2 separate regions of the Rattus norvegicus genome follow, and region 2 is linked to region 1. The links are chromatin contacts, called in public Hi-C maps. All regions are on one chromosome and are shown on one strand. The core of a region is the stretch at or near the end of the contact, and the rest is flanking DNA. Distances in the headings are between cores, read along the strand shown.

Region 1 (4,046 bases), core at 909-3,408:
TTTTTTTTTAAGTTACAGGCCTGACTCAATTCTGCCCCTACTGGTAACTTAGAGGAAGTACATCCAAGTGTCCTGGTGTTGGGAGTGTAAAGAACCTAAAAGAACAAAAGGTTCAAATTGTGGTGTTCAGTCAGTCACCATAAAATGGGATGGGCACAGTCATCTGCATCTTGTAGGAATAGGCCTCCCAAGAGGCTCTGGGTCCTAAGGTGAACGAACCACAAGACAGGAGTTAGAACTCACTTCCAGAGACTCCCATGTCACTCCTAGGAACAGATGACTCCACCAAATGTCCCCTAGGAGTGTCTGTGGTGCTTCCACGGTTCCATCACCGGGAGAGAAAGTTCATAAAAAGAATTCAGACGTCCAAAAGGGAAATTCACTCTCCACAGGATTAAGGAGTCTTCCTCCACTTTGTGATTTAGGAATTGTCAAGATATGGTTGAATCAAGAATAGGGGGGAAAAAGAATAGATAAACCCCAATGGAGTCTGCAAAAATCGAGCCAACCTAAAGGCAAATTTCTAAACCTTATTAAAGTGCAGGATCACATTCCAAGATACTAGAGAAACTCAAATTAATCAGGTGCCTCTCTTAAATCTGGAGGTTCATCTGCCAGGACCTTGGAAACATCAAAGACAACCTATCATCCTGTCCCACGCACTCAGGACCATGAGAAAGAGGGTGGGAGGGCTAGAACGTGGTCAAGGCACTTTCTCTAAAATCTGTTCTTGTTAGACACTAATTTTAAATGTGTAACTGAGCAACGGTTCGCAGCAATTCTAACACAAACCTCTGGACAGCAGCCCCCCTCCCCCGGCCCCCGCCCCATACTAGACCATTCCCTCTCTTAAATCCTGGACTAGGGCCCAGGACAGGAACCAATCCCGTAATCCTGGGTATTTTAGAAACTCAATTCTCCCGGGAGTTAGAGCGCTCGGGGCCTGGCTCCGATCCACCCCCACCTCCCTAGCCTGAAGCCGAATGTGAGGCTCCAAGCAGGGCCCGAGGCTCTTTCTTATGTAAATGACGCTCCCTGAGAGCTGGAGTTTGCCGGGACCGCAGAGTGAGGTGGGGCTCAGGAGGGTCAGAGCTATTAAAGGTTCATTTTCAGAGACCAAGAAAAAAAACAAAAACAAATTAAAAAAAAAAAAAGAAACTTTGGGAATCGTGGGGTGGGAAGGTGAGTCCACTCCGTGTAACTTTTAGTAGCAAATCAGAAAATACTACCCAAAATCCGCCCCCAACTCGGAGGCCAGACACGGGGACGAGAGGCGGGGCGGTCCCCAGGAAGGTCTGCTGTGAGGGGGCGCCCCTTTCGAGCCTCAGTTCCGGGCAGTTCAGTTCCGGGGAGGGGGCGCGGCAGGCCGGTCTTTCTGCGCCCTTTCCCGCTCCTTCCTGGGTGGCTCTCTCCCCCACGCCACCCCCGATCCACCTCCAAGGGGCGCCACGAGGAACCCATGGCCTCTCCAACGCATCCTTAAGTTTAAGAGGGCCGGGCCTCAGCTGCTACACGCTTCCACCCCGCCTCCTCCCCTACGCTGGATCCTTCCCCACGTGCTCCTTCCGGAACTCGGGCTGCAGAAGGGGGCTCCTCCCACGTGGGCGCAGCAGTCTCAGACTACGTGCAGGGCGGCCGGCCCGTCTAGAAATTAGGGGCTTTAAGGGTGGGGAGGATGCTCGCGGATCCCGGGAAAGTGGGAGTATCGGTGATGCGCGGCCGGGCCACGAGGGTGCCTAGCAGACGTGGTTTCTGGCGCTCAGGACTTTCCCAGCTACTCAGACTGGTTCCACGTCCCCAGCCCCGGAGGAGGAAGCAGGTCCTCTGCGTGCTCCAGATTCCCGGAGAGCACGCAACTTGGTCCGAAGCGAGCCAGCAGCTCCCGCCCGTGCCGACTTACCTTCTGCACTTGGTTTTGGTTGAGCTCCGTGAATAAGCAGGCGATCATATGCGAGGCGATCATCCTGCTGCGGCGAGTCGGGGTCGAGTAGAGAAACCGAGGCTCGAGCGCTACCGGTGGAGCGGGCAGAGCAGTTCGACCGCTTTGAAACCAGGCCCGGGTGTCCGGCTGGGATCGGAGACTCCAGGAGCCACACAAAGAAGCTTAACCACGATGGCTCACCAGCTGAGGGCCTCGCGTTTCCAGAAACAGGTTTTCCTCCTTTTTTCTTTTCCTTTTTTTTTTTTTTTTTAAGTCACAACTACTAGAAGGCACCTAAGTCTCACTCCTGCCGACCGGTCTAGTTGCTCAGCGTCCCGTCGCTAACTTCGCCCACGGGATCCGTAAGGCTCAACTTCGCAAAAATGACAGTTCTGTTCCTCTCGGGCGATCGCACCTTATCAGAGTCACTGGAGTGATGCTCCTGCCTTCGGGTCTCCTAAGCGGGATAACTCCGTGTAGCCTGTGGTGTCCTGAGACTCTAGCACTGGAGTTGGTGCAACAATGTGGCTTATTGAGGGGCTGCCGGCTCTTTGGGCCGCCCAAGACAGTGACGTGGGCGCGCTCATTGGCTGCGGGAAGAGGGTGTGTGCGCTCTCCGGCTGCCCGCCCGCAGTCCACAGCCAATCAGCGCCCAGAGCCCGCGGGCGCGGCTGCTCCAGCACCCAAGCAGGCGGCGGGAGAGACGCGCCCGAGGCTAGGGGCGGAGCCGGGCGCCAGAGTTGGGACGTGTGTTCCGTGGCTAGAGCCCGGGACTCCAGGGCGCATGAGCCACCGCCGCGTCAGGCTGGGCTTCGGGTGGGGGGCGCGTGATCACGGACCCAAGAGATGTTGGGAGACTGGAAAGACAAGTGATCCTAGCAGCACACGCCACAATCTGGTATCTGAGGATCATGTGAGGGGCCGCCAGTGCCCTGTCACAAGTCTGAAGCACCTTGATTCTCATCCTAATTGTGGCTCAACGAGTCTGCAGATCCCTGAAGCAAAGCCATTACAAAAGTCAGCCCTTCGTAATCGTCACACCTATAGCATATGTTTTACAAATTAGGGAACTAGGCACTGTGCTGTTAATGAGCTTTGCCCAAGGTCACATCGCCAACAAGTGGTAGGTGAAGACAGAACACGTCTCACTCTGAAATGCAATCTCCCCACCCTGGTATATTATCCCGCCTTTCTTGAAGCCAGGAAAGTAAAAGGCTGGAGAGAAACCTTGTCAGGAGCTAGGACTGATAGGCGGGAGGAGAAAGTGCATGTGTAACTGCTTGGCTCAAGTGGTGTGAATTGGTTTATAGAGGCTGAGAAGAGCCCACCTCTACCTCAGCTCACGCCTGACACCAGACTCTTAAGTTCACATAGATGAGTAGACGCCAGCGATATTGAAGTAGCACCTCAAATGGCATGAGGTTGTTGCTGGTGGAGAATGGGAAACCTGGGAGTTGGAAAGTTACATGGAAAGAAGACAGGGCCTACCATTTCCAAACAGTCTCGCTCCCCAAGCTCTCTCCCCACCTCTGGAGTGGCATGGGCCACTACTGGAGATCAAAGCACTCTGCCGACTGAAGTACACCCCAGCCCACGTTGCTCTGCTGGGCCGCTTCTACCATGTTCTCTGGTGTGGTTCATCTATTCCCTCGATGGGCGATTCCTCCCAGCACTGTCGACAGCAGTTACACCATCTGCACACAGGTACTCACAAACCTAATCTACAAAGCAAGAACTTTCCCCCAGGGCTTCTAACTTTCTTAGCCAGCTATGGTTTGTCATCCCAGCAGAGGTGACTAGCACCTCACACTTAACATGTACTAAGCTGAACTTCTTAGGTTTTTTTTTTCCTTTACCAGTTGTCTCCACAAATGACATCACCATCCATGGTGTCTTCCTGCCACCTGCTCTTACAACTATCCACTCCATCGGGGAGCAGTTAGTCTAACTGCAAATCAAAAAGGCCAGACCCTCATGGCCAGGCCATCGATGACTCCACCCGAGTCCGTGTAATGTCACTTAGCTGCCATTTTTAGCTACCTCTAGTTTGACCACCATGAGCCCTCTTACTCAAGAGCTAAAGAGACTTGTTTAAAATACAAGCCAGTGCTTTGTGGGGTGGCAC
Region 2 (4,046 bases), core at 1,150-3,649, 320 kb after region 1:
CCCCCAAGTGAAACAGACAGTTTTAAACAACCCAAACAGTTTTACATAAATAGTTGTATTGCTGTGACTCCGTTTTCTCCAATTGGTGAAAGCTAACACAGCAGACCATGTAAATAACTATCTTGATTAGACACACATTTTGTTCTTTTAAGCTAGGGTCTGTAAGTATCCCAAGTTGATCAGTACAACCTTGGGGGATTTTAAAGATTTGATTGTTTTATGTGTTTGAGTGTTTCCTTGCTTGTATGTGGATGTGGCATATGCACGCTTCGTGTCTGTGGATCTGTGGAGGTCAGACGAGGGCCTCCGATCCCCTGGAAGCAGAGTTGTGGATGGTTGTGAGCCACCATGTGGGAGCTGGGAATCAAACCCAGGTCCTCTATAAGGGTAGCGATTGTTTTCAATGGCTGAGCCATCTCTCCCGTCTAATGTTATAAAGTTTCATAAACTTTAATCATCAAACATATCTATCATCTTTAAGTTCTATCGTGTGCAGGTTTATTCAGACTCCCTGTGGCTTTAACCTTTCATTGGCTAGGATGCTTTTCATTCTTAGCAAAAAAAAAAAAAAAAAAAAAAAAAAGAAATCATACAAAACCCATTCTCATCCACAATGTTCCCTTTTCTTCTTCTTTTTTTTTTTTGCCCTTTTTACAAAAATATGACCTCACACTTAAATTACTGCCTACAGTTCTCTCATACTCATTTTCTTTCTTATTACATTCCTCCAAATAAGAGCTGAATCTAAATAACAGACATGACACCCTGTAACAAAATAAGATGACAGTACACCTGCTTTTGGCCACCAACCTTTTTCACTGCAAGTCTTGAGCTAGCCTTTTCTTTGCTCAGATTTGGACAACTTTTTTTTCTTCCTCTGGATAGGAAGAAAATAATTTATAATTTAGTAAGAGTCCTGACATCGTGTCAAAATGACCCAGATGTTAGGGAATACAACCTTGCAAGCACGAGATGGCAGAAATGGCAGAAAACAAAGTAATACGGAGCCAAAATTCTCTGCATGTTAACTCTGTAACTGCAATTCTAGATGAGACATTTATTAATCTCTTTTAATCCCCATTGGAAGGAGTGATTATTTCTTTTTCTTTCTAAGCCAGGACATGGCCTCCCTCTCCCCTCCACTTGTAACACTGGGTTTCTTCTTTCTCCCTGGAGTCTCTCTTCTGTCTTATTTCCTTTGAGGTTTCTGTTTGGTGATTTGGGCCTTGGCTTCCTGGAGCCTTACCTACCCTCATTAATCTGATTTACGGTTGTCAACAGCATCTAAGCTTTCTGCTTTGTTTCTCCTTGACCCTTCTTACACAGGCCTTTTGCAGCCTCTGAAGAACTGCATTCCTGCCTCTCTGGTCCTCCATCTTTTCTCTTTTTTTCCAGTCTGGCTGCTTAGTGGTTAGTTACAAAGTGTAAATTTAGCATCCCTTGTTCCAAAGGCACCCTTATGTTTAATTTCAAATATTTTTTCATCTTGCTTTAAACCTTTCTAGAAACACTGTGAGCCCACCTTCTTTTCCTGCTGTACATTAAGGCTTCTTTTGCTTAATGTCCCCTTGGTGATGGTATGATGGCCTCTGAATGACGGCCAACCTATTTCACACATGGTCCAGAGCTCTCCTTGAGACAGTTGAGCTTCATCTGGACTTTGCATGTTTTTTGTCCTCTACCTGGGGTGTTCTTCCCCAGGCAAATGGGTTGACTCTCTTGTCTCTTTTAGATCTTAGCTTAAATGTCACCTCCTCATTAGGTTAGCTCTAATCACTCCTTTAAAAAAGAAAGGGAAGGGGTTGGGGATTTAGCTCAGTGGTGGTAGAGCGCTTGCCTAGGAAGCACAAGGCCCTGGGTTCGGTCCCCAGCTCCGGAAAAAAAAGAAAGAGAAACCTTTTAATTTCATTGTACTCCCTGTTTATACATCTCACATGTAACAAACTGCTATGTGTGGCTGGTGCCTCCACTAGATACTGCTAATTATTGAATAGAAGGATTTTTATTTTATTCATTATTACTGGTGAGTGTGTGTGTGCACACGCGCACGCGCGCGCAAAGGTATGATTCTCTTTCCACCATGTGAGGTCCAGAGATCAAACTTAAGCTGTCATCTCACCAGGACTCTCAAAACGAAATCAAAGATTCTAGCGGATGACTACATGTTTGAAATAAAAGAAGGGCTGTGAAAGGATTCTCAAGATTTTTTTTAAAGATTTATTTATTTTATTTATATGTTAGTACACTGTAGTTCTCTTCAGACACTTCAGAAGAGAGCATCCCATTACAGATGGTTGTGAGCCACCATGTGGTTGCTGGGAATTGAACTCAGGACCTCTGGAAGAGCAGTCAGTGCTCTTAACCGCTGAGCCATCTCTCCAGCCCCAAGATTTTTTTTTTTATTAAGCAAACAGAAGTTTGTGTGATGAGTCAAAAGCCCTACCAAATAAAAGATAACTTTAAAATATTTTCTTCTATTTTTAAATTATATGTATCTCTGTGAGCATGAGAAGGTGCCTCCAGAGACATCGGAGCCCCAGGAAGTTACAGGCTGTTTCAAGCCAACTGAACAAGGGTCCTCTACACGAGCAGTTGCGCTGAGGCATCTCTTCAGCTTCAATTAATTTTGAGACGTCCTAACTTTGGAGGCAGGGTTCATGAATCTGCAGCTAGAGCCAATTTTTTTTTTTTTAAAGATTTACTTTATTTATATGTGTACACTGTAGCCTGTAGCTATCTTTAGATGCACCAGAAGAGGGCATCAGATCTCATTATAGATGGTTGTGAGCCACCATGTGGTTGCTGGGAATTGAACTCAGGACCTTTGGAAGAGCAGTCGGTGCTCTTAACCGTAGAGCCAATTTTTGTGTGACCTGAAAGAGATTGGTATTAGCTCAGGACGACCAACCCCCTGCTCTAGACCAAGTTCTCAACACGAAAGAGATTTATTTGCCCTAGAGGGATAAAGGGCAGGTAATAAGGGATAAAAACAGGAGATAGAGGACCAAAGGAAAAGAGGAAGGGAACAAAGGAGAGGAGATAAAAGGGCCAAGGTATTTTTCCTGGAGGACAAAGGGCTGCTCTGGATAGAGGAGACAGAAGTGGCCCATAGACAAACAGAGGTTTATAACAGTAAAGGGGGAACCCTGTGTTAGGATGAGGTGTTTAATTTTGATTGGGCGTGTTAATTGGATGAACTAAAGGAGGTTTTGATTACTGGACTTCAGTATTTTGATAGCTGAACCTTTGTAGTCAGCCTCGGGAAAAAGAAGTGGCCAATTAAGGGAATAGACCTTGGTAGCTAGCATTAGGAATATAACAACATGGGGGTTTTTGTCTTGTTTTGTTTTCCCCATTTTGTTTTGTTTTGTTTTGTTTTGTTTTGTTTAGCAAGGCAGAGAGAATGGAAGAGGAGGGAATGGTTCTGCCAGAACCACGCCCACATTCAAGTTCGCCATAGTCTCTTCATAACCTGTATCTTTAGTCTGAGGACTTGTTGACTCTGAGATTCTAGAAATGAATGACAAGGAAAGCAGCTGTATATTTAGCTTGTCAGTGATTTCGTATCTGATCCTTCTGTTTCTCTCTCAGTAACTGTACCAACTACTTCAGGCATCCGACCCCCACCCCCGTCCTTTCATGCCACTCTCAGAGACTGGGTCTCACACTGTAGCCTAGGCTAACCTGAAACTGTATAGGCCAAGCATCGATCAACCTTCTGTCTCAGCCTCTTGAGTGCTGGTCAGTAATAATATTCTTTTTTCCTTGCTTCAGGGTCTTGTCCTCTGTTCACAATATTTTTCCAAAGGCGCTTGTAACCACTGCCTAGACCTCAAACTGGAGATCTTTAAATGTCAATTTTGCCCAGCTTAGAGCGTTACAGCAACAGCAGCCCGAGGACCCCTTGCTGTTTGTTCCTTTGCCTAGGATCTTTAAGAGTAGGGCCCGAACCTGCTGGTTCCCAAAGCTCTCAGAGATGACTGAAAGAAAACATGAAGGAGGTTGAGGCTGGCTGTGGTGATATACATACACATACTAATAACTTC

The links. A called contact is a pair of places that touch in the nucleus more often than the background predicts.
Region 2: a Hi-C map of hepatocytes shows a contact between it and region 1, with 2.1 times the contacts expected there. The contact joins the promoter of Ccdc142 here to the promoter of Hk2 in region 1. A contact is called at or near these places in 2 of 12 Hi-C or Micro-C datasets (hepatocytes and mammary epithelial cells).

What each region holds. Positions count from the first base shown.
Region 1 is chr4:116,839,117-116,843,162 of GRCr8, forward strand. It overlaps Hk2 (hexokinase 2), which reads right to left and starts at 2,159. Exons shown (of 18, transcript NM_012735.2): 1 at 1,901-2,159. The coding sequence starts at 1,963.
Region 2 is chr4:117,161,656-117,165,701 of GRCr8, forward strand. Ccdc142 (coiled-coil domain containing 142) reads left to right here and starts at 2,400. Exons shown (of 9, transcript XM_008763085.4): 1 at 2,400-4,046.